Regions from separate parts of the Mus musculus genome. Here regions 1, 2, 3, 5, 6 and 7 are each linked to region 4. Evidence: chromatin contacts called from public HiChIP or PLAC-seq and promoter capture Hi-C data. All regions are on one chromosome and are shown on one strand. The core of a region is the stretch at or near the end of the contact, and the rest is flanking DNA. Distances in the headings are between cores, read along the strand shown. Region 1 overlaps Tnks (tankyrase, TRF1-interacting ankyrin-related ADP-ribose polymerase). Region 2 overlaps Tnks (tankyrase, TRF1-interacting ankyrin-related ADP-ribose polymerase). Region 3 holds the start of Tnks (tankyrase, TRF1-interacting ankyrin-related ADP-ribose polymerase). Region 4 holds the start of Leprotl1 (leptin receptor overlapping transcript-like 1). Region 5 has its middle 28 kb from the start of Gm34419. Region 6 holds the start of Wrn (Werner syndrome RecQ like helicase). Region 7 overlaps Tnks (tankyrase, TRF1-interacting ankyrin-related ADP-ribose polymerase).

The links. Promoter capture Hi-C pulls out the DNA fragments that hold promoters and counts their contacts. HiChIP or PLAC-seq counts read pairs in DNA pulled down with a chosen protein or histone mark.
Region 1: a contact with region 4 is called in an H3K27ac HiChIP or PLAC-seq map of acute myeloid leukemia, with 4 times the contacts expected there. The contact joins the enhancer-like site here to the promoter of Leprotl1 in region 4. A contact is called at or near these places in 10 of 39 promoter capture datasets (the 3T3-L1 cell line, 3T3-L1-derived adipocytes, the C10 cell line and 6 more), 2 of 484 Hi-C or Micro-C datasets (both in the G1E-ER4 cell line), 11 of 115 datasets of contacts at active chromatin or transcription factors (the 230-238 cell line, the NIH/3T3 cell line, acute myeloid leukemia and 8 more) and 3 of 9 other capture datasets (adipose tissue, liver and pancreatic islet).
Region 2: a contact with region 4 is called in an H3K4me3 HiChIP or PLAC-seq map of embryonic basal ganglia, with 7 times the contacts expected there. The contact joins the enhancer-like site here to the promoter of Leprotl1 in region 4. A contact is called at or near these places in 5 of 39 promoter capture datasets (the 3T3-L1 cell line, embryonic stem cells, hematopoietic stem and progenitor cells and 2 more), 15 of 115 datasets of contacts at active chromatin or transcription factors (the 230-238 cell line, bone marrow-derived macrophages, cardiomyocytes and 10 more) and 2 of 9 other capture datasets (adipose tissue and liver).
Region 3: an H3K27ac HiChIP or PLAC-seq map of thymic regulatory T cells shows a contact between it and region 4, with 6 times the contacts expected there. The contact joins the promoter of Tnks here to the promoter of Leprotl1 in region 4. A contact is called at or near these places in 16 of 39 promoter capture datasets (the 3T3-L1 cell line, 3T3-L1-derived adipocytes, the C10 cell line and 9 more), 10 of 484 Hi-C or Micro-C datasets (CD4 T cells, the G1E-ER4 cell line, embryonic stem cells and 3 more), 21 of 115 datasets of contacts at active chromatin or transcription factors (the 230-238 cell line, the NIH/3T3 cell line, the SCID.adh cell line and 16 more) and 4 of 9 other capture datasets (adipose tissue, embryonic stem cells, liver and 1 more).
Region 5: a contact with region 4 is called in an H3K4me3 HiChIP or PLAC-seq map of bone marrow-derived macrophages, with 8 times the contacts expected there. The contact joins the enhancer-like site here to the promoter of Leprotl1 in region 4. A contact is called at or near these places in 2 of 39 promoter capture datasets (the C10 cell line and embryonic stem cells), 1 of 484 Hi-C or Micro-C datasets (B cells), 11 of 115 datasets of contacts at active chromatin or transcription factors (astrocytes, bone marrow-derived macrophages, double positive thymocytes and 5 more) and 3 of 9 other capture datasets (adipose tissue, embryonic stem cells and liver).
Region 6: a contact with region 4 is called in a promoter capture Hi-C map of fetal liver, with 2.9 times the contacts expected there. The contact joins the promoter of Wrn here to the promoter of Leprotl1 in region 4. A contact is called at or near these places in 4 of 39 promoter capture datasets (erythroid cells, fetal liver, neutrophils and 1 more), 3 of 484 Hi-C or Micro-C datasets (the HL-1 cell line, the HPC-7 cell line and muscle stem cells), 3 of 115 datasets of contacts at active chromatin or transcription factors (astrocytes, fibro-adipogenic progenitors and large pre-B cells) and 2 of 9 other capture datasets (adipose tissue and liver).
Region 7: a promoter capture Hi-C map of neutrophils shows a contact between it and region 4, with 4 times the contacts expected there. The contact joins the enhancer-like site here to the promoter of Leprotl1 in region 4. A contact is called at or near these places in 3 of 39 promoter capture datasets (the C10 cell line, embryonic stem cells and neutrophils), 12 of 115 datasets of contacts at active chromatin or transcription factors (bone marrow-derived macrophages, cardiomyocytes, embryonic forebrain and 5 more) and 3 of 9 other capture datasets (adipose tissue, embryonic stem cells and liver).

What each region holds. Positions count from the first base shown.
Region 1 is chr8:34,943,918-34,946,960 of GRCm38.p6, forward strand. All of the region lies in intron 1 of Tnks (tankyrase, TRF1-interacting ankyrin-related ADP-ribose polymerase), which reads right to left. Among named protein-coding and RNA genes, the nearest start is that of Tnks, 20 kb to the right of the region's middle. Within about 2 kb of position 1,379, at least 55 of the 459 cell types and tissues checked have an H3K27ac peak or open chromatin away from gene starts, as enhancers often do. A contact at or near this core is called in the 230-238 cell line, acute myeloid leukemia, bone marrow-derived macrophages and 1 more, where this site is marked.
Region 2 is chr8:34,889,173-34,892,452 of GRCm38.p6, forward strand. Tnks (tankyrase, TRF1-interacting ankyrin-related ADP-ribose polymerase) reads right to left here. Exons shown (of 27, transcript NM_175091.3): 4 at 1,332-1,368; 5 at 504-579. Among named protein-coding and RNA genes, the nearest start is that of Tnks, 75 kb to the right of the region's middle. Within about 2 kb of position 1,544, at least 71 of the 459 cell types and tissues checked have an H3K27ac peak or open chromatin away from gene starts, as enhancers often do. A contact at or near this core is called in embryonic basal ganglia, embryonic forebrain and forebrain, where this site is marked.
Region 3 is chr8:34,964,307-34,967,333 of GRCm38.p6, forward strand. Tnks (tankyrase, TRF1-interacting ankyrin-related ADP-ribose polymerase) reads right to left here and starts at 1,384. Exons shown (of 27, transcript NM_175091.3): 1 at 708-1,384. The coding sequence starts at 1,359.
Region 4 is chr8:34,145,263-34,148,368 of GRCm38.p6, forward strand. Leprotl1 (leptin receptor overlapping transcript-like 1) reads right to left here and starts at 1,477. Exons shown (of 4, transcript NM_026609.2): 1 at 1,423-1,477. The coding sequence starts at 1,438.
Region 5 is chr8:35,121,900-35,124,836 of GRCm38.p6, forward strand. No RefSeq gene overlaps it. Among named protein-coding and RNA genes, the nearest start is that of Gm34419, 28 kb to the left of the region's middle. Within about 2 kb of position 1,597, at least 100 of the 459 cell types and tissues checked have an H3K27ac peak or open chromatin away from gene starts, as enhancers often do. A contact at or near this core is called in bone marrow-derived macrophages, double positive thymocytes and embryonic stem cells, where this site is marked.
Region 6 is chr8:33,384,259-33,387,149 of GRCm38.p6, forward strand. Wrn (Werner syndrome RecQ like helicase) reads right to left here and starts at 1,269. Exons shown (of 34, transcript NM_011721.4): 1 at 1,084-1,269. It overlaps Purg (purine-rich element binding protein G), which reads left to right and starts at 1,584. Exons shown (of 2, transcript NM_001382855.1): 1 at 1,584-1,805; 2 at 2,072-2,891. The coding sequence starts at 2,078.
Region 7 is chr8:34,917,206-34,920,497 of GRCm38.p6, forward strand. Tnks (tankyrase, TRF1-interacting ankyrin-related ADP-ribose polymerase) reads right to left here. Exons shown (of 27, transcript NM_175091.3): 3 at 1,174-1,269. Among named protein-coding and RNA genes, the nearest start is that of Tnks, 47 kb to the right of the region's middle. Within about 2 kb of position 1,501, at least 38 of the 459 cell types and tissues checked have an H3K27ac peak or open chromatin away from gene starts, as enhancers often do. A contact at or near this core is called in adipose tissue, bone marrow-derived macrophages and neutrophils, where this site is marked.

The DNA.
Region 1 (3,043 bases), core at 129-2,628, 800 kb after region 4:
AAGAATCAAGAACAAAATCAGAGGCAACTAGTTAAGGACACTCCTGCTCTCCTGTCTAACAATAAAGATCTGGCACAGAGTTAGAAGGCAAGGACAGCTGGGTCCCAAATTCTGGGTGAGCACCTTGGTCTGTGAGGGTCCAAGTGGGAAAGACGTAAGCCAACAGCTAGACACTCATCCAACGACCTTACTAGTCCTCTGGGCCTCATCTTCGCATGCCTGCTGTTGACATCAGCTAGCATAGAGAGACCACAGGATAGACCCTTCCTCAAATGCAAGCTCCTTACCTGGGCTCGCAGAATGCCAGTGGCCTGACCTGACTGATGTCACCTAATCCATCATTGTCTTTTCTGTCCCAACAGGAACAAAGCAACAAGCCTTCAAACTCCCCAGGAGCCTTGCTTCTCATAATGGGAAGGGTTGGGTTGTGATGGTCGAGGGAGGGAGGGACAGAACCGAGACTGTAGGACCTCTACCACTGCTCAGTACTATTGTGCCAGAACAGCAGACTGGACACATGGCCAGCTCTCTCTGGTTTCACTATTCTGATATAAAATTGAGCTACCCCTGTCCAGGAGCAGTAGAATGTAAGTAGAGTGTAAGATGATTTGTAAATTTCAGCACATGTTTGCTGGTAAATAATGTCATTTCACATATTTAAAGAAAACAAAAAATGTACTTTAAGGAAAAACTAAATTCAAAGTACAAGGCCTAACTAAATACACTTAGCAACATTCTTAAAGAACTGATTTTAAAGTATTATAATTAAGGCCCTTTGAAGTGTTTCAGTACAAGATGTAGGGCCACGGGTATTTATTCCCCAGGTCTGAGCTAAAAAACCAGGAAAAGTCATTCCACTTAACATTTAACATTTTAAGCTTGCCTACAATTAAAATCTGCAAGAAACAACCTTAAACCTTAACGGTAACATGAACAATGTTATCAAAAAAGAAAACCCAAAGGCGTTTGGTGTAATATAAACTGAAATATTTTATAAACAGTAGCAAACAACAGACTAAGAAGGCATTTTCTTCCTAACCTGACTACCAACAAAGCAACGAGCACTGGATCACAATAGCAAAGTTCATATTACATGTCATTTTTTAATTTTTCTGTAAGTATTGTAAGATCCAAGAACACCCAAAAGACAAAGAGTAAAGTAAGCTTGAAATTGTCAAGAACACTGACATAAAAGATAAACGGGCTTTTAGTGACAGAGGATCCACGAGATACCTTAGAAGGGAAGGTATCAGTGATCTACTGTTTACGTAATTCCAGCCACAAGACTGGCCTCATTGGCTCTCTACTGCTGGGATCAAACACCACCAAAGGCAGCTTGGGGATCAAAGGGTTTGTGTGGCTTCCCACTTCACAGTCCAACATGAAGGGAAGTAGTCAGGAAACAGGAAGTGAAACCAAGACCCATGGAGAAGAAACCCTCCTTACTGGTGTCTGTCCCCTTTGCATGGCTTGCTCAGCCCCGTTTCTTTTTCTTTCTTTTTTTTTTAAAGATTTATTTATTTATTATATGTAAGTACACTGTAGCTGTCTTCAGACACTCCTGAAGAAGGAGTCAGCTCTCATTACGGATGGTTGTGAGCAACCATGTGGTTGCTGGGATTTGGACTCAGGACCTTGGGAAGTTGATGCTCTTAACCACTGAGCTATCTCACCAGCCCAACAGCCCTGTTTCTTATAAGAATTACCATCAACTACCCAGGAATGGCTCCACCCACAGTGGGCTGGGGTTCTCCCACATCCATCAGTAATCAAAAAATTGCCTCACAGACTTGCACACGAGCCAATCTGATGGAGAAAACTCCTAAACCTAGAGTCCCTCTCCTCCCAGATATGCCTGTGTCACGTTCACAAAAATTAGCAACACAGAAGCTTTTGAACAATAACTGTAGAGCTTTTAAACACTTTTCTCCCCAGGGTATTCAGTGGCTCCCTAACATCACTGCCTACTCCAGAGGGTCCAGACATGGAGGAACTTCTAACTCTAAGTTCATTCTGAATCATGTGCATCCTGGCTGATGTGTGGAAGGCAGCTGCTGTTTATCTCACGACAGCTCCACCACCATGCCTTCACTCTCATTCTGTCCACTTTCTTCTTCTGACATGTTTTTAGGTATTTGGGTTTACTGTATTTTACGGAAGAAATGTGTATGCTGTTGTGAACATCTGTACTGGGAACTGCGGAAAGAACCTCCACCTTACTTGTCTTCTATGTACCAACTGGTTTACCTCATCTAATACACAACAAAGCACAGACACCTAGTTAGAAGTTTCTGATTACTCTGTAATATACCATCCAATGACAAATATTTTATATTTAACGTTATTGCTTCCTCTTCTAGCTTTCATTGTAACTATATTAGCTTTTAATCCTTAGAAGATAAACTAGCTTCTGATTGGTTCATCAAAAGTCACAAAGGAGTATATTTCCCTGTTGATTTCTCATTTGTCAAAAGCAGACCCTAGCTGAAAATTATTCTATCTTATAGAACCTGGTTTGGGGAGGGAGAGGGGGAGAGAGAGGGAGAGAGGTAGAGAGAGGGAGAGAATGCTAAAGTACAGAGAACTAAAGGAGTGCTTTCTCCAAACCCAACAGAGAAACTACCAGAAACAAAAAAGGTAAGAAACAGGGAGTAAAAATAAACTGTCCCAAGAAAAAAAGATGGTTAAATTCCAACGCAAAAAGATTAGCTCAACAGCAGAAGGTAATTATCCTGCCTAGGCAGGCGATGGACCAGAGAAGGCCTACACTCAACACCAGCACTGTGTCTCCTTTGCTGCTGTGAATATGAAGACAGGATTTCCCACTGCAGCGCTAGCCAAAAGTAGAGGGATATATCAAGGGGAAATACTGCAATCGGACCAGAGGGCCAAGTGCACAATTACATCGAAGGTGACAGCATTTTTAAAAAGCAAAGTTTGGAAAATGGTGATAAAAGAAATCACACTGGGGCGTTCGCTCTCTGTCCTAGCCCCATCTATCGCCATTTTCCACAACCTAGAATGCATACTTCACTCCTCAGCC
Region 2 (3,280 bases), core at 294-2,793, 740 kb after region 4:
GCAGACTATTTCTCTTTTAATCTATTTTCTTACAAATATGCCACAATTAAGTTTTTGAAAAAAGGAGAACTGTTATAGAGATCTAAAAAAAAAAAACATTAACAGTTTCCTACCTTTAATAGACAAAGTGCTGATATCTAGCAGATAAAATTTACCAAATAAATGTAGAATGTGTATGTCCTAACAGACACATATTTGCATCATGGCACACAGAACGCATGCTGCTAATTTTCTTCACTGAAAAGTGTATGCAGTTCCTGTAACAAGCCCCTTCGAGTGTCTGACAGCGGAGGAGCGCTCACTTAGGACCCAGGCTTCCCTAGCTCCATGAATCTTCACAGCCACCAGGAAGAGGGAAGAGCAGTTCACTCTACAGTGCAAAGATGCCAGGAAAAACAGCTACAAATATCTAAGTATACACATGTACACAGACCATACCAAGCAAAATTTCATGGTAAAGCAAGAAGAAATTACTAGAAGAGGTGGCATTTTAAATAACTTACCTTTCGTCCATCACTTGCATGGCAATTCACATTTAGAGGAGTCAGTAAAGCCATTAGTTTTTCTTCATTACCACTCCTATAAAAAGGCAGCAAGTTAATTTCTGTAAAGCTATAGAGCTTCTTATAAATATTTATAGTTCTTTTATAGTGGAAAACAACAAGGCTTTTGCTTTAGAGTTTAAATGTGGATCACAATGCATGTCTATAATATTCATTTCAGTTAACATAATTCCTGTTAATTATGTGGTGGTATGGTATCATGAGTAATGTAGCATTCCACATTTAAAAATGTATCTACATAGTCATTTTAATTACAAACTTCACTTAGAAATGATCTAAAATGTTAGAATTTAAAAATACAAATTCTATAAAGAGGTAATCAATTAGATTATAAATGACCATTACTACTACCACCACAAACAACAACAAAATAGCTGAGAATGAATTTTAGCATTTACTTTATGTCTCTCCTTCAAGCGTGGCTAGGAAAAGAAAATCGTCAAAGCAAAATACAGATATAGGCATATAAACACTCCAAGAATAAGAATATCTTTTGAAAGGTTTGCAGGTAGTACCTCAAGATACGTTACAAAATAAAATTAGCTTTACAGTGCTCAGTATAGTGAAGGATTCTGTCATTACGTCCACTAACAATGTAAAATGAAGTACACAAAGACTTAATAGATCTTACCCACACTATCTCTTAAAACCCAAGCAAGAAAAGAACACATTATAAATCTTTACACTCTTCTACCTGCCCCCCCCCACACACACACCCGTTTCTCCCTAAATGCATTATACTTACTTAAAATGAATGGAATCACTTACCTAGCAGCTTCTAGGAGTTCGTCTTTTTTGTATTCACCTAGATGATTGCAAAATATCATGCTGTTAGCATTTGGCAGAAGACAGATTAAGAAATGCAGTAGGCAGCAAATAGAGAATTAAACAGAGAAGAACAGAAAAGAGAGTCCACACCCCGCTGGGTGATGGAGCCGTGACGTTAGCCAGCTAGTGAAGGCAGCATCACCAGTGCCTTGGAGACGGGCAGTAAATTGACGCAGCTTCTTGTCCAATCCTCAGATGAAATAGCTTTCTTCAGACAGCCAATGAATGCTAAACCTCGAGTCCAGGAACACATTCCCTCTGATAACGGCACGCCAGCTCAAGACAATGTCCCTTCCCCCCGGTTTGTATTCAGGCTGTCACAGTATACTTGTGAAGCATAATACATTCTGAGACAAAAGCAAAATAACGTGGCTCTTTAACGGTACAAATTACTAGCCTTCAAAAAAACCTGTTTTATTTGTAATGCCACAGAAAGTTTTTTTTAATTAATTACCACCATTGAGCTTTATAGCAGGAAAAAAAAAAACCACACAGTAAATATGAAACCACGGATGCTATTTGCCTTGATAGGGAAGGTCTGTAGACTAGAAATACGTGAACTACGTACCAAATGCTAGGCGCCTCTTGGAGGCAGTGCTCCAAAACCAAAGCCGAGAGCATAGTCTTAACGGGCAGCGATAACCTAACCTAGCCTGCGCTGTTACCCTTTCTGCTTGGTGTACTACCCTTTACCAACAGTAAACCTTAGTAAGTAGGGTCTCTGGAAATAAACAAGTAACTAATTGTTACGGCATGGGGAATTTTATTCTCTTCTTTTTTTCCACAATGGATTTTTCAAAACATATCAGTGAGAACAGAACTTAGAAGTCTCCCATAACAGATTCCTTAGAGCACCCAAGTTTCTTTCGCTAGCGCAAATGAAGGATGAGGAGCCTTAATGATAACAACACTGTGTTTGCTCCTTCGATAAACAAAAACAACAGCCAGGACTGTGATTGTGATTGCTTTAATGCAATAACTGTGCTGGTAATATCATTAAAGAAATGATTATACAAATTGTCTTAATATGGCCTTCTGTGAAAAATAGCAGGTATATATTAGAAAAAGAAGACTTTAGATCAAATAAAAGTTACTGTAAATTACTTTAAAATACTTTTAAAAAAACTTTAAGATTTGCAGTTATATCTTTCTTTGTATTTTGATGTAAAATTGAGCTATTTCAACACAAACTCTACAAAGATACCAAGGAGCAGCTGCTTAACTCCTATAATCTACTATTAATGAATATTATATCGCTTGTGTCTTGAATTGGAACTAGGCTAAAATCTAGAAGCTATCATCACATGTTTTCAAATGTAGAAGTTATTAAGGGAATCTTATACTAATAAAGTCAGTTCTATGTACCCCCAATTCCATATAGTAATCTGAACAATTTCAGAATCACAAAATTAGTCTTTTCAATTTCCTATAAATTGTAGTTCAATTGTTTAATAAATAACTGCACAAAAATCAAATTGTATCTTCAGGGCAAAAAATGGTTAAGAGTTAAAAACTTACCTTTATTAAACATTTTCTAACAGCGGTATGGAAATTAAACATACTAGGAATGTCATTTTATAAAGTCAAAATTAAAACTTAAAAAGCCCGAATAATTACAATCTAAATAATGCAAATTATGGAATACATCTATAAAGCCACTCATGTATTCAAAAGGTGTGTGTGTGTGTGTGTGTGTGTGTGTGTGTGTGTGTGTGTGTATACACATATATATATGTATATGCATGCCATGTTCAAAGACAACACTGTCACCTCTGACTTCAAGGAAGATTATCCTATTAAAGCAGAAAAAGAAGTAAGCAAATGATTACAGTAGATTGTGAGGAAATCCTATGAAATACTATTATGTGCTTATTGGCTAGTCTAAATGG
Region 3 (3,027 bases), core at 134-2,633, 820 kb after region 4:
GATCCTTGCTCAAACAACCTCTCATCTTTGTCTCTAAGAAAATGAGCTGAGAGACAAGGTAAATACACAATGGACCTCAAAGCTGCGCCCTCGCTCTCGCTCTCTCTCTCGCTCTCTGTCTCTCTCTGCCCCTTATCATAAGGCACACAATACCCTTATCACTACTGTCTCCGACTGGCCCGCTGTAGTCTCTCCAAACAGACAGTCGACTTCATAGAAAACGTGACGTTTCACAAACCCCATTGTCTTGCGTTGTGTATCTTAAGAATATGAGAGATTCTTAAAACACTTGTTGAGTTACCGTACACTTCTTTTGGCCCGGGACTGTCTGTCCTCCGGGGACAAAACCGTGCCGAAAACAAAAACAAAAACAAAACTGTCTCACGAACGACAAAGCTGTCCCTAAAGCGACTCAAATGCAACTTGTCCCAGGCAGGCACACTCTGAACTGAAAAAGTTTTAAGCATGCCCACATCCAGGGTTGACCGCTACACAGAGTTTGCATAAGTTGAAGTACCACGGTTGCAAACACTGAGGGGTGAATTCACACCTCGTCCCCGCTTCCAAGTCCCCACCACCCATGCACTAAAAACTTCAGCTCTCGGGGTGAAGTCCTGCTAACAACCTGTAACTTCTTTGTCCTGGGTCCAATCACCCACCCTCCGCTCCGAACCCCGTAAACCACAATTCTCAAGTCCCAGACAGACCTGCTGCGAAGTGCAGGGGAGAAGACTTTCGGCCGGCCATGTCCTTGGCATTCACGTTCGCGGCGTCCACCAACCTCTTCACCCGGGACACGTCCCCATTCCGACAGGCCTCGAGCAGCTCCCGCAGGGCCCCACTCACGGCTGGGACCCCCGGGCCGAGGCCCGCCGCCCCGGCTCCCAAAGTTGCCGTGGAGCCAACTCCGGCCGCCTCGGGACTCTCCGCTAAGCTCGAGCCAGGGGAGGACGGGGAGGAAGACGAAGACGAAGTCGGGGAAGAAGCGGACGACGCGGAGTTGTTCCCGCCGCCGCCGCCGCCGCCGGCTGGGGTGGGAGCGACCCCGACGGCGGCGGAAGCTGCCGGGACCGCGGCCGGAGCAGCCACGGTGCAGACGGCGCCGTCCACCGGGTCGGGAGATCGCGGCCTGTCGGGCGGGTCCCGGCTGCCATCCCCCTCCGGCAGCGCCAGGCCGTGCCGCGGGGAGGCGAAGGGCGCCAGGCCGCCGGCCGTAGGCGAGGCAGGGGTGGGTCCCGGGGCCAAGCCCGGGCTGAGCGGCGGGGGAGGTGGCGGTGGCGGAGCCGAAGCCCCTGGGGCGGGCTGGAGCTGTTGCTGATGATGGTGGTGATGATGCTGAGAGCGACGCGACGCCGCCATCTTCCCACTCCCCCGTACTGTCACTGCGGCAACGGCGCCACCGCCCGCCCTCACTTCCGGATTCTGGACCAATCGGGATCCAACATACCCGGAAATGATTCCTGCCGAAGTGGGTGGAGTCCGAGAGAAGAAGGGAAGTATTGGAAGCTCAGAGAACAACCAGCCTGGGGGCGTGGCTTAGTAGTGGAGCGACGGGCTTTTGTGACGCCCTGGCGGGCTGGCTGGGCAGATTTGAAAGTTGTGGTGAGCCACTACCTGTCTGAGAAACTTCTGCCTTCCTTCACTTTCTGCGGGATTGCTTCGGTCGGCTTCAGTCTTCCCTCGGGTACCCGTCAGTCTGCGGTGTCTCCCTTCAGAAGAAGCTATTAAAGTGTAACTTATGCAAACATCTACCAAACGTCCTCGTCCGAAAATGGAATTAATAGTACCCACCTCACAAAGTTGTTTGCAGGAATGAAGTGAGCTAATGCATACAAACGCTCTGAAGAATAATTATAATTAGCACATTGGGAATATTTTTAAATGCAGTGTTAGATATCTCTCCACCTTACTGTCTCTTTGTACTGTCTCTTACGTCTCATTCTGACACGGGACAGGAGGGAAGGATAAGGGAACTTTATTCTCTAAGAGCATTTGTACTTAATACCGGAGAAAGGAATCCATGCACATACACACTGTCAATAGCTCAGTGTTGGGGTCTGAGAGTCGGATTATTGAATTTATACCCTAATACTGATTAGATCATGGACATAGCTCAGAATTATCTGAACTACATTATCTTTTTCTGTCAGCTTATAAAGGAAAACACACACACACAAACGACAATGAGATCTTTCTCAGGTGCAGGAAGTTCTGCCAGGTGATCAGGTCTGATTTAAGCCATTTTTGACATAACAGTTCATAATGACCTTTAATTTGATGGGCCCTATGTAAAGCTTTGTGGAATTCCTTAAGATTAACAAACCTCAGGACATACAGAACATAACAGGGGATGTGACCAGCATGACCCTTCTCTGAGTCAAACTATTTTTCTATGTCAAAGGCTGGTAGGCATATTACAGCAACAATATGAAATAGCTGGCAAGCATGGAACAAAATGGCCGCAACTATGCTAGTGGGTCAGGAGGACACACCGCTTGGTTTGTCTCTTCAGAGTTAAATCTGACTAAGGATGCTCTGAGAGGCATGCAAGACTCACTGGCATTGGGAGTATGCAAACCTAACTAGACAGAGAATAAGAAGGGACAGGAATGAGCAATGGGGGAGCGGGGTGGGGGAGGGGGAGCACCAGACGAGAATCTCGGAGACTGAGCAGACCACATGACATGAGAGACGTGGCCGTACTCTGGAATGACTGACTTCTTTCTTCTGCTTTGCTAGCGCAGAGACAACAGGTAAAGCAAGTCTCTAAAATGTTAATCCTGTCCTCTCAGATTACAGACACTTTGAAAAGAGCAGTTCAAAAATCTGTCCTGTCTCTGCTCCTTGGCGTTCGTGGCAATCGGCTGCACAAACTCTCATAGTCTGGTGAGAGTTTTCCCTGTAAGTTTTCTCACTCTGTGTATTAGTCTGGGTTCTCTAGAGTCACAGAACTTATGGAATGTCTCTATATAAGGGAATTTATTGTAATGACTTACAGTCTGTAGTCCAACTAACCCAACAATGGGC
Region 4 (3,106 bases), core at 227-2,726:
GCAGCTAGGTGGCTTATTTTATATCAACGGTGTCTTAAGTGACACACCAGTAAGGTAAGGATTCATACAGTAATTGACTGATGCAACACTCGGAAAATGAAACAGAGAGGAGTGTGGTTTCTACTTCCAAAGCCTCTGGGCCAGGGATGGAACAGCCCAATTACCTAGCAAAAATTCTCTAAAGATGGACTACAAAGACAGAGGTGAAGGGGTCAAGTTCCCCGGCCTGGGAGTTAGCAGAAAATATAATGTATCACAGAGTAGCAGGCAACTGGCTCAAGAAATATGTAATGGTCTTTACAGCAATACTCCTTACTTAAGGGCAATCTAAAGGCCAACAGGAAGAAATATCTTGATAAGCAACCTGTAACTTTAAAAGGCACTGAAATCTTTAAAAAGTAAAATTACCCCCCCCCCCAGTCACTGTCACCAGGATTAACATTATCCAGATTTGGAGAACCATAAAAACTGTTTTCTTTTTTTAAAGAGTCCCTCATTAATGACACCGCAGGTGGGTAGAGAAACGCAGGCAACATCCTAAAAAGAACAGCACTTTACAGTAACTTCCATCCACGTTAGAACTTGAAAGGGTCTATTATAGCTCAAAAAGAGATCCGAAAGTGTCCTAGTTGCTCAGATGACAAGGTTCTATACGAGAAATAACATCTTTTTTTTTTTTAGGCACCGAAAATAAACAAGACACCAGAAAAAACGTGAACCAGGGAAAAAGCTCAGCCAAAGTCGCCCTTACCAGCGAGGTGGAAGCACCACTATCCAACTGTTTTTACTTCCAACTAGGTTATCTCTTCTACAAAGCAGGTCAGGAAATCAAAGTGATCCGCTGATAAGTAAATACAAAACTTTGCTTCTAACCCCAGGGGCAAGACTACTACTGAGCCAAGTTCCCTGTCTTCAAAGAATGCAACATCCCGTTCTCTCTGAAGAAAACACACCAATAGACAAGTAACCTTTCATCAAGGTGTTCGTTACCTTTCTTCTTAAAAAAAAAAAAAAATCACAACTACAAAGTGTCAACGTGCACTTGTGGGGGAAAGGAAGCCAGGAGCACTCTGGGTTAGCATCCGGGCTCTACTGCACCTTAAAAACACCAAAGATGCATTCGATTTAAGAGGCAGGGAAAGCCTGTGCACCGCGATCCCGGGAGCGGATGCAGAGCCCGGGTTTGGGAGACGGGCGCGTTCGTGCCTCGGGTGGGAAACCACACTGGTTTGCCGTGCCGGGCATTCCTCCCGATCGCAGCCCTCAATGTCTCTGGGTGCAAACTCGCGCAGACCGCGTCGGTGGCCGGGTTGCCCCGTTCTGGTCCAGGGGCGGAGCGCCACCGCCGGAGGAGCCCGGCTGGGTCGTCCCCACGCCGCCCCGCCCCATCCCTACGGCCCCGGCCCCGCGGCCCAGGCCCACCTTTGATGCCCGCCATGGCGGTGACGTCGCTCCTGGCTCCACGACCCGGGCGGTGGCCGGGAGACCCGAGACGCGCGGCGGCGGCGGCGGCCAGACAACACCCGGAAGTGCACCCCGCTGCACTTCCGCCGGCGGCTCGCGCGGGGGCGTGGGGGCGCGCGAGGCCGGGCCGGGCCGGGCCGGCGTCCTTCCTTCCGCGGCTGAGGGGGGCCAGCTGGGGACGTGCGGGGCAGCTCCGGCCCGGAGTCCCCGCGGTCTCGAGAAGAGAGCGTGCGGAGCTCGTGAAGATGCGGGCGATGTCTTTGCGGGATCGCCTCACTTTCTGCCCCGCGAGCCCATTTCTCCTCCCACCACCCAGTCTGTGACACGTGAGATGGGTGGTCTCTGCTTCTCTCCTTGGGTTCCTAACACAGATCCCATGAGGTCCCCTCCACCCCCGCAGGGAGTCAACGAGTCATAATGTGAACATAAAGATGCTTCCTCTTGGGAGTCGGAGAGCTTTTCAGTCTTGGTGACAAAAAGGATGGGGAAGTGGGGGGGGGGGCGCCCCGCAGAGATCCTATATATTTATGTAAGCTTCCCACATAGCATATGCTGGGGAACCGGGTAGGCGTTGGGATGAACAAAACCAGGTGTAGTTTCTGCCCTCGGGTTGTTTGCAGACTAGAAAGAGAAAATACTCAAAAGAGAACAAAAGTGCGACGAAGATAATGGATAGCAAGAGGGATCCATCTGCACTCCAAAATATACCACTGGGGCGGCGGAAAGATGACTGTAGCTGAAATCAATTTTAAAAAAGAGAGAGACATAGAAGGGGAATTGGCTGCGCTCCTTTTCTGTACAAAATCAGACCGATTTAAGTTTCTCCTTGTAAAGGTAGCCGGAACTTCCTTTCCTGTGTTACATGAGAAGATATTTGCAACACAAAATTTCCCATGTGTAAATATTTTCATTTCTGAGGAAGAGACAGATGTCTCTGTAAGCAGCCGCAATTGGAGTTTGTAGAAATGTTACAGAAATAGCCTTTATCTCCCTTAGTTTTCCCCTGAAAGCCCAAATTTCTTCCATTTAGTTGCTTTCCCACAGCGTATTGCCTTTTGTTAAAATGCCTTATGGGCTCCCAGACCTAGCCGGTTGTGTTTTCCTTTATTCGGAACCTTGCTAAGCCTGTAAAATACAGCCTGTAAAATACACTCTCCCCTTTAATAGGCCTTACAGCTGCTAATATGTAGGTCTCCTCTGTTGAATCTAAGAAGGCAGAGACAACCTCTATCCTAGAAATATCTAGGAAATAGAAGACATGGGAAATAGTCCTTTGGTTTGATCTGACAGGACTCTTTTAATGGAAAGACAAAGTTGGGTTGTTTGTGTGTGTGTGTGTGTGTGTTGGGGGGCAGATGGAACATGCTCTTTGCTAATAAATGGAACGGGAATTTGGAAAGCTGGAGAGAGGAGAAGCCAATGGGTTGGTCACGGTTGTAGGCCCTATCCGAGAAGTTTTGGAATCTGTACCTACACAGACTGAAAGGGAGTCGCCCTATAAGTTTATTGGGTGAGAACTGAAACTGGAAGCCAGGAGGACATGGACATACTAAGATCATAACAGGGAAAGCAGGCCTGGGAATTCATGGGACAGGAAAGACTATGAAGACAGTGTATCTCTTGTCTGAACCCCATAAAGCTT
Region 5 (2,937 bases), core at 347-2,846, 980 kb after region 4:
TCCCTCCAGTCCCAACAATTCACTCTTCTCTTGCTGTGACCTGTGTCCTTGTTAGGAAGCTGGCCAAATCAGCAGTCAGTATATGTACCCCCCAAAGGGGGCACCCCTATGTAGGGATAGGCTGTGCGTGGACATGATCCAGAACTTTTAACAAAATATCCCATTTAGTTGGTCTAAATGTATCCTGGACTTAGATTTCCCTCAGCTAGATACCTCAAAGACCCAGGGATGCTCTGGAGCCTCCTGAAACAAGGGCAGGAAGAAAGGAGGGGAAGTTGGAAAGACAACGCCAAGTAGAACTGAGTTAAAACGTTCCTTCCTCTATGTTGTCTATTACACGGCCATATGGGTACATTATCAGTGTATGCCATAGGCCTTTCTTTGTAAAGGGTCTTTAGAAACGAGGCCCTGCAACCTTACTTCACAGTACATCTGCCTCTGGAGACTTGGTTCATGGATCCTCTTTCCCATTGGCAGTCAACCCTGCTCATCATACTTTGGCACCAAATTCTCTCTCTCTTTCCATTGCTTGACCTGGTCCAAATAGCACGACATCAATTCTGGCAAGGGCCTCCTATGGCATCACACTATGTATGGTAGATGGTATCATGGCAGAAGGACATGCAAGAGGAAGAAATCACAGGGCAGGGTAGAAAACAAGTCTCCCCACAAGGACTCACTCCACAAGAATAGCATCGGTTCCCCGAAGGCCTTACTCTGGGCTCTGTCTCCTGAGGGTCTGCCGCTTCTTAGCATTGCCACACTAGCAACCACATTTTCCAGGAATAAATCGTCCAGGTATAAACCCCATCCAAACAATCGCAACCAGCATGCTGAGATCTCTGCATGGAATAGTCCAAACCTTCCTCTTGTCTCTTTGTCCTTCCTGGAAATGTCACTGCCTTTTCACCTTGATTTTCTTGCCTTTGGATTCATTTCCTAGTAGATCAATCTCTTCTAAATTGTCATTGCTCTGGAGACAGCTAAACGGCGTACGAAGTAAATGAGTAAGTGGGTGGAGATGATTTCGGAATCATGAAATAGAACCCCAGTCTCTCATACATTGGCTGTGTGTCCTTGGGTAAATTATTCAATATTTCTGAACCTCCGCTTTACAATATCCTTAAAATAATTAGAGTTGTCCTACAGTTCACTAAGCAGTGCCTGGTGCGTTGGGATTGATCATGGGAAGGTGACAAGGGTAATGATAACATAAACACACAAACAAACACCCATAAGTCTCAGCGTTCCTTTGGAGCAAGCAAACTTTTCCTACCCCACTTTTCCTTGCCGACTCCCACACCCAACATTGGCCTCCCTTCCTCCTGCTTTTATCTTTTGTGAGGAGCAGGACATATGCCTCTGGTTCTGTGTGCACAATGACAGTAATTAGAGCCATAGGTTGGAGCTCAAAAAAAAAAAAAAATGGCGTCTGGTTAGCAAAGGGTCCCGTCAGTTCAGCCAAAAAGTACAGCAGATCCTGTCTGTGCGGAGTACATAGTCACTTCCCCTAGTTTTCAAAGTTGGTAATACTGTTAACAGGCGGCTGGTGACAGCAGCAACATCAGCATTGTCGGCTGGGCAAGGTGACAGAACGTTCTGCACTTCCTGTCTCTCAGGAAACGATCCGCGGATTCAGATGCAAATGAGCGCGAAGCCAGCCAGTCCTGATTTGCATTTGCTCTCGGTGAACTCGCATTCCCTCCCCAAGTTCGTCTTCTGTGCATTTGCAATGCTGAAATGACTCTGCCAAAGCAATTTCTTTTTTCTACTCTATCCGTTGTAATCTCAGAAAATCCTCCCCCGAAAGCCCAACTTTTACTCTGTGTTAATTTGGCCCTTGTTGCCCAGGCTCCCCTCCGAGATGTTTCTGCTCTCACCTGCCCTGCATTCAGGTCTCTCTGTGCTGCGCCTTCTCCCATGAGGCTTTGCAGCTAGCTGTCCTTTAAGTTGTTTCCCATCCTGACCTCATGTCCTGGGCCCACAAAAGGCACACAATTCCCTCCTAAAGGACCAGGACAGTGGCAATGCTCTGTCAGTGTGTGAGGGACCCAAGGCTCTGTTAAAATGAACTTCAGTAAAATCTGACGTGTCCAGCTGACCTTTAATCAACACAGGCAGGAACTTGGCAGGTCTTGTTAGTATGAATTACAGATTTGTTTGTTTGTTTGTTTTTGAGAAGTGTGACAATAAAAATAAAAACAAAGAACAACAAAAAAACTTGTCTATGAAGCCTAGAGGTTTGTGTATATATTAATAAAAATCTAGTTATGTCACTAACACATATATGTAGATGATCATAATTATATTATTGACTCTCATAAAAGACATGAGGATATTATAAAAAAGCTAAGTTTTATTCAAGACATAAACAGACAAACACAGATTATACTTGGTGCCATTTGCAGTTGAGGGGAATACAAGCACACGGAAATAACAGGGTATTAATTATACTGCATAAACTACTACATAGGTGTCTCAGTCAGCTTTCCATAACTGTAACAAAACACATGAGCTAATCAATACAAGGAAAGGAAGGCTGATATTCCCTCAATTCTGAGGTTTCAGTGTTTTGGCTCTGTTTCTCTCTGCCTGCTGGGTGCATTGTATATCATAGCGGGATCATGGGCCACAGATCTCTTCACCCAATGTGACCAAGGAGCTAAGACAGAAACAGGAAGAGGCTAAAACATCAACACTAACTTCTTCATGCTAGGCCTCTCCTCCTAAAGTTATTTTCCACCTCCAGTAGCACCTCAGGCTAAGAACTAAGCCTTCCCTGGATAGAGCTAATGGGGCTAACTCAGATCTAACACTCAGCAGTGAGCATCTGCAATAGCTCCATTATCATTTCCTGCTGTCACTGCGGTAAGCTCCAGGGTAGGTACCAAACATCTGCCCTGTTACACTGATTGTTCTGCCTTAGCAGTTCATCTC
Region 6 (2,891 bases), core at 19-2,518, 760 kb before region 4:
CTGCATAATCTCTCTGATCTCTAAGAGCAGGCCCCTTTTCTCTACCCTAAAGGCCTTTCTAGGTTACTCTTACTCCAAGCAGCCTCCTTCAGGCTTGCACTTTCTTTCCTGTCCCATAGACACTTCCTTCACAGTGAGGACCTATTGGGAATTGTACCTCCCAACACCCACTGGCCCTCACCCGTCTTTCTTTCATTTTCACTTTGTCAATACTGCACTTGGCATTTTGTGTATCTCTTTCCGCTAAATTGTGAGCTCAAAAATGGGTAAATTTTCTGTTTCATTCATTTTGTTATCTCAGCAGCGCTCAACAATTATATGCTGAATTAGCAGAGCTGGGATGCCATTCAATTGAAGAGCGCTGTATCAAGCAGGTGAGTGGTCCCAGTCTGGGGTTCCATCCTCAAAGCAAGAGGAGACACAGGGGACAACTAGTATACAACGACATCGAGTACCAAACTGCCCTATACGCCGCAGGCTTTGCATACAATCTCTAATAAAAGATCAAGAGGGCATGACAGGGTAGGCCGTACTCTCTTGAGTTCGAGGACAGCCTGGGCTAAAAGTGTGAGGGGCTACAGAAGAGAAGCCGGGTCTCAATAAAACCAAAGGGAAAAATAAGGCTGAAATTTGTTATTTGGGGACTCTGGATTAGCATCCTAAAGAGTTTTTTGCTCTCCAGGTTTTTACATATCAGGTCTATGGGAGAACGAGTCATATTCAACAAGACCAAATGCTCATTAGTACAATGACTTAACCTTAAGAGGTCCAAAACAATTTGCTCAGTAGTGGAAAGTCGGTTGCCTCCCCGGACTCAGTTACCTCTGCCTCCGAAGCGCTATAAACAGCAGCTGGGGCGGAAGAGGCGGGAAAGCCCACTGACGGGACCAGAGGAGGCCTGTGGCTCCGAGGCCCCTTTCCAGGGGATCTGAAGGAGAAAGGAGGCAAGGCTCCCTTTCCAAGAATCTCCCCAACACAACCCCAAGAGAAAGCCTCGTGGGAGAGAGAAACAAGCGTCCGAGATGCGTAGATATAGCCCAGGGTACGCAAAGGGGAGAGGCAAAAGCGGGGAAGGCACGTTACCCTGAGAAGAGCCAGATCTAAGGGTCTTCTCCTCCAGCAGGATGATTTATGGAGGACTGAGAACCAAAGCCCAGGACCCAGGCATCGAGAGAGGCCTCACATTTACTAACTTTATACCAACGGGCGCCTCGGTGCACTTCTGGTCTGGCGACTGCCCTTCCCTGCACTCCGCCCGCGGCCCCGCCCAACCTCTCCCAGCCGCGCCGCCCTCCCACCCACCGCAGCCACCCCGCGCAGCACGCATGCTCAGAGCTGACGGCCGCTGGGCACGCTGGGAAATGTAGTCTCAACGCAGGTGCGGGTGAGTCGCGGGAAATCACAACCCTCCCGCCACCTCTCCTGCCGGCTCTCTCGCACGCCGGGTCCCCGCGCGCTGTCTGCCGTCAGGGCGCGCCCGGAGGCAGAGCCCGAGTCCCCCGTCTTTCCGCTAGCGCGGCTGGGGAGGCGGGGTCCCAAGCCCGGCCCCTCAGGCAGCTCCCCGCCTCCCTCCCGCCCTCCCCGCGGCGTCGGGCCGGTGCCCGAATCCAGGCAGCGGCCGCAGGAGGCGCGGCGGCGGCGGTGGGCGCCGCAGGCGATGCCCCTGCCCCGCTGCTCCGGCGGGGGGCAGAGCGCGCGGCGGCGGCGGCGGCGGCGGGGAAGGAGGCGGGGGGCGGCGGCGGAGGGGCCGAGAGCTGGCGGCGGCGGCGGCGGTGGTCGTGAAGGGCATCGGTGACGGAGATGATGTGAGTGTCGGCTGGCTGGGACCCCCGGGGCTGCCGAGCCGGAGCTGGGCGGCTGGCAGCGTACGGGAATCGGAGCGGGAGGCCTGGGGCGGCAGAGGGGATGCTGTGTGCGCGGTGCGGAGCCGGCCGAGGCCGGAGCGCGAGAGCCGGGCCAGAGTAGGGGTTCCGGGCGGCGGCAGCGGGGGCAGTGCGGACCCAGGGGCGTCTGCGATTGTTCTCAACACCCCTCCCCCATCCCACCCCGTGTGTCTGTTTGTCACTTGCAGCTGAAGATGGAAAGAGCCAGGCGAAGGGGAGGCGGCGGCAGCGGCGGCGGCCGTGGCCGCGGAGGCAAGAATGTAGGGGGCCCTGGCCTAAGCAAGAGTAGACTCTATCCCCAGGCCCAGCATTCTCACTACCCCCACTACTCCGCGTCAGCCACCCCTAATCAGTCTGGGGGCACATCCGAAATCCAGGAGCTAGCCTCCAAACGTGTGGACATCCAGAAAAAGAGGTTTTACCTAGACGTGAAGCAGAGCTCCCGGGGCCGCTTCCTAAAGATAGCCGAAGTCTGGATAGGGAGAGGCCGGCAGGACAATATCAGAAAGAGTAAACTGACCCTCTCCCTGTCGGTAGCAGCAGAGCTGAAGGACTGTCTAGGCGACTTCATCGAGCACTATGCCCATCTGGGCCTGAAAGGCCACAGACAGGAGCATGGCCAGAGCAAAGAGCAAGTCTCCAGGAGGCGGCAGAAGCACTCTGCACCCTCCCCACCGGTGTCAGTGGGGTCAGAAGAGCATCCTCACAGTGTCCTCAAAACGGACTATATAGAGAGGGACAATAGGAAATACTACCTGGACCTAAAGGAAAACCAACGAGGTCGCTTCCTAAGGATTAGACAAACCATGATGCGGGGCACTGGCATGATCGGTTACTTTGGCCACAGTTTGGGCCAGGATCAGACTATTGTCCTCCCAGCACAAGGTATGATTGAATTTCGTGATGCCTTGGTTCAGCTGATTGAAGACTACGGCGAAGGAGACATAGAAGAACGAAGGTGTGGAGACGACGACCCACTTGAACTCCCAGAGGGGACCTCTTTCAGAG
Region 7 (3,292 bases), core at 251-2,750, 770 kb after region 4:
TTCTGTTGCACATGACTGTTTAATAAGAGACTGAAGGTTTCAGGACCAGGCAGGTCAGAGACAAATCAGGTAGGCCCGATTTCATCATTTAAAACTGTGCAGTAACTTTATCTCCACTGATTTAAAAAGCTTTATTCCTCTGGTATATGCTCTCCTCATGTAGCAACTCATTTCATCTTTAATTAATTGAGAAATATCAGATTACTCTGATTTAGCAGTGATTATATTAATTTTAGCACAGTGGGAAGTTGTCGTTCCACGTAGAGTAATTAAGCAAAATTCCATATATTTTTAAAGCTTTCTGTACATAAATGCCTTCTATTCACTTCACAATCTCTATTAAGAGTGCACAGCAGATTGATAACTTAAACACAGTTAAAGCTCTCTTCTACACAATCTATAACAGCACTGTTAGCAGTGCAGTGACTAGGAGGCTCCACATCACAGAGTAAAGGAGGGCAAAGGCAGCAGGACCGGTATGCTGAGAACAAAACCAAACAGAGCCAATGCAGCACTGAGAACGAAGATCAATGAGAACAGCAGCTCAAAATCTAGCCGTTAAACATAATCTTGCCGACCATGACGAAGGGTGCTCTCTACCCTCAGGGTCTCCTCTGTGATGGTTCTTGGCATTTACTTTTATAAAATTAATAAGCCCCAAATCTGCATTACAGAAGTAGAAAGACAATATATTACCCCAATCTAAAAAACTTGGCTATCAGGGTAAAAAGTACAAAGATATAATGAAATATATAAAAGTGGGTGAGGAGAGCACCCAAGTGTAGCTGTTGACCCCAGGGATAAGGCAGCAGGTTGTCTTCCCAATGAAAACTACTTTTACAGTAACACAAATGCCCTTGTCTGCTCAACAGTGAAGGGCTTTAAAAAACCAGCCGAGAAGAGGAGGTAGAGGAAAACTGTGATGTAAGCCATAAAACTGACAAAATATGAGAAACACTATGATGTAATGCTGTAATTCTCAGTGCTATAAGCAGTAAAATTAAGATATATCAATCTATATGATATATACATATATAGGTATATATCTCAACACAATTAATAAGATGCACATCCAATCAATAAGATTTTTAGTATTTTCTTAGCTTCATTAGTGGAAAAATATTCAGTGCATGAAAATCTTATAAAATCAGCCTCCTAGCGCTGGCTCCTTACCTGTGAGGACAGCTTTTGCTGAAGGATCTGCCAGGTCCAGAGCTGATTTCCCATCGGTGTTCCGGATGTTTGGATCGGCTCCGTGCTGCAGCAGCACTGTGCAGGGAAAGCACAAACAGTATCTTACCTCGGGGATACAGAGATTATTTACTGCTAAGTGTCGCCTCGGCATGGTGTAGGCATAAACATACATTGCACAATTTTTTCTCTTTCAAGAAAAGAAAAATGAAAGAAAAAGGGGAACAAAAGCACTGCAGCAAAGGATCTTCTCTAGAGTAAAGCAAAGTTGGCAACTTATGGTACAGTATTATCACATGACTTGACATCATAACCATGAAACTAGAAGCTTGCCCCGGACGGTCCTGCTTTGCCTCCCAAGGAAGCAGTATGGGAGCTGTGTGCGTGTTCCCTGCCTCGCTCTGTGAGCTGTGCTAGCTGAAGCTGCCCTGCCTTTACTACCACTGTGACTGCTTGTTGCTGCTGCTGCTGCTGCTGCTGCTTCGCTGCTGAATCTCCAACACGTCCTCTCTCAGAAGAGTTGTAACCCTGTGCAAGGCTTTTAGTGGCTCAGTGCTCACATATGAAACTCACCATAGACACACTGGCTTGTTTCCAGAAGTTTAACAGACACAGTAATGCGTGCAACGCCAGCTCTTGCAGCCATGCTACAAAAAAGAACTCTATCCTGTATTATGATCCTCCATCAAATTTCTAGAACTAAAAACCCAATCACTGAAATTCATGTAACAAAGGTATTTCATAAAAACTACAGAGACTCCTTAAGATTCAGACCCTCCTATAAGTGAGTGGGCAGTAGATAAAATATGGATATGGCATTTGGGAAGTGTCTAATGCCAACTAAACCACTGCTGTGTAAGAGCAGAGCCCCAGAGACCACGGGAGTGCTACTACCCATCTGATATTTAAACAGTGAACAGGTTAGGCATCTTTAGTCAAAAACCTGAAATTCAAGGTGAGGAAAGTGAATCCTCTGAGCACCTACATAGCCACCTCTGACACCATGATAGGGGAACACTTAAGTGTATACTGAATCACTTTTTTCTACATTTACTGGGGGTGGGGACACAATGTAGAAGTAAGAGGACAATCACTTCTACATGTTGATCCCAGGGATTAAATTCAGGTCCTGAGGCCTGGTGACATGTGTCTTTACCCACTGAGCCAGCTCATTGGCCACTGCTTGTTTTTTTTTTCCCTAAGCAATAAAAATTTTCATTCTTTAGCGAAATATACACTAAGCAACCAAATTTAAACTAATACTCTTCCATTTTAGAACTCTCATTAACATACATGGGATTTAACCAATGAGAGGGCTAAGAATGTAGCTCATTTGGTAGACTGTATGCTTACCATGGTATATGTGAAACACAAATAAATCTCGCATTGAGGCCTGGATTCCAACCTCAAAACATCTCATGCTATATATATGCAAATATTCCAACTCCTCAGGTGGGGTGGGTCTGAACGCCAAAGCACTTAGGTCTCACGCATTTTATTTAGATGAGGGAAACTTACATCTTACATAAGAGTTTTAGGGCTGAAATGGTGGCTCTGCTGGTGAAATGCTTGTTACATAAGCATGAAGAGCCAGGTTCTGATCCTCAGCATCCATCTGTCACACAGAGCTAGGGAAGTGGAACAGAAAGATCCCTGGGACTAGCTGGCCATAGTCTAGCCAAATCAGAGTATCCCGGGCTCAGTGAGAGGCTCTGCCTCAAAACGTGCAGTGGAGAGTAACTGAGGAAAAGGCTCAGTGAGAGGCTCTGCCTCAAAACGTGCAGTGGAGAGTGACTGAGGAAAACACTCAATGGGGCCTCTCTGGAATCCAAAAGCACAAGCACTCTCACGCGCTCAAGCACACTCCTGACAAGCAACTCTGGATACCCTCTGACCCCACCCATACGCGAGCACTTTAAAACATCCAGTAGTGGCTTTGAGCCACTACTAGTAATTCTCAAGTTCTACACTGAAGCCCATACACTCTTTTGAAATTTGGAAGGTGATCTTCATATTACTAAGTACTGAGTCATATTGTTTATAAAGCCATTCTTTCTGTGATGCATAAGCCATCAAGACCATGGCTTTGCTACAATGGATA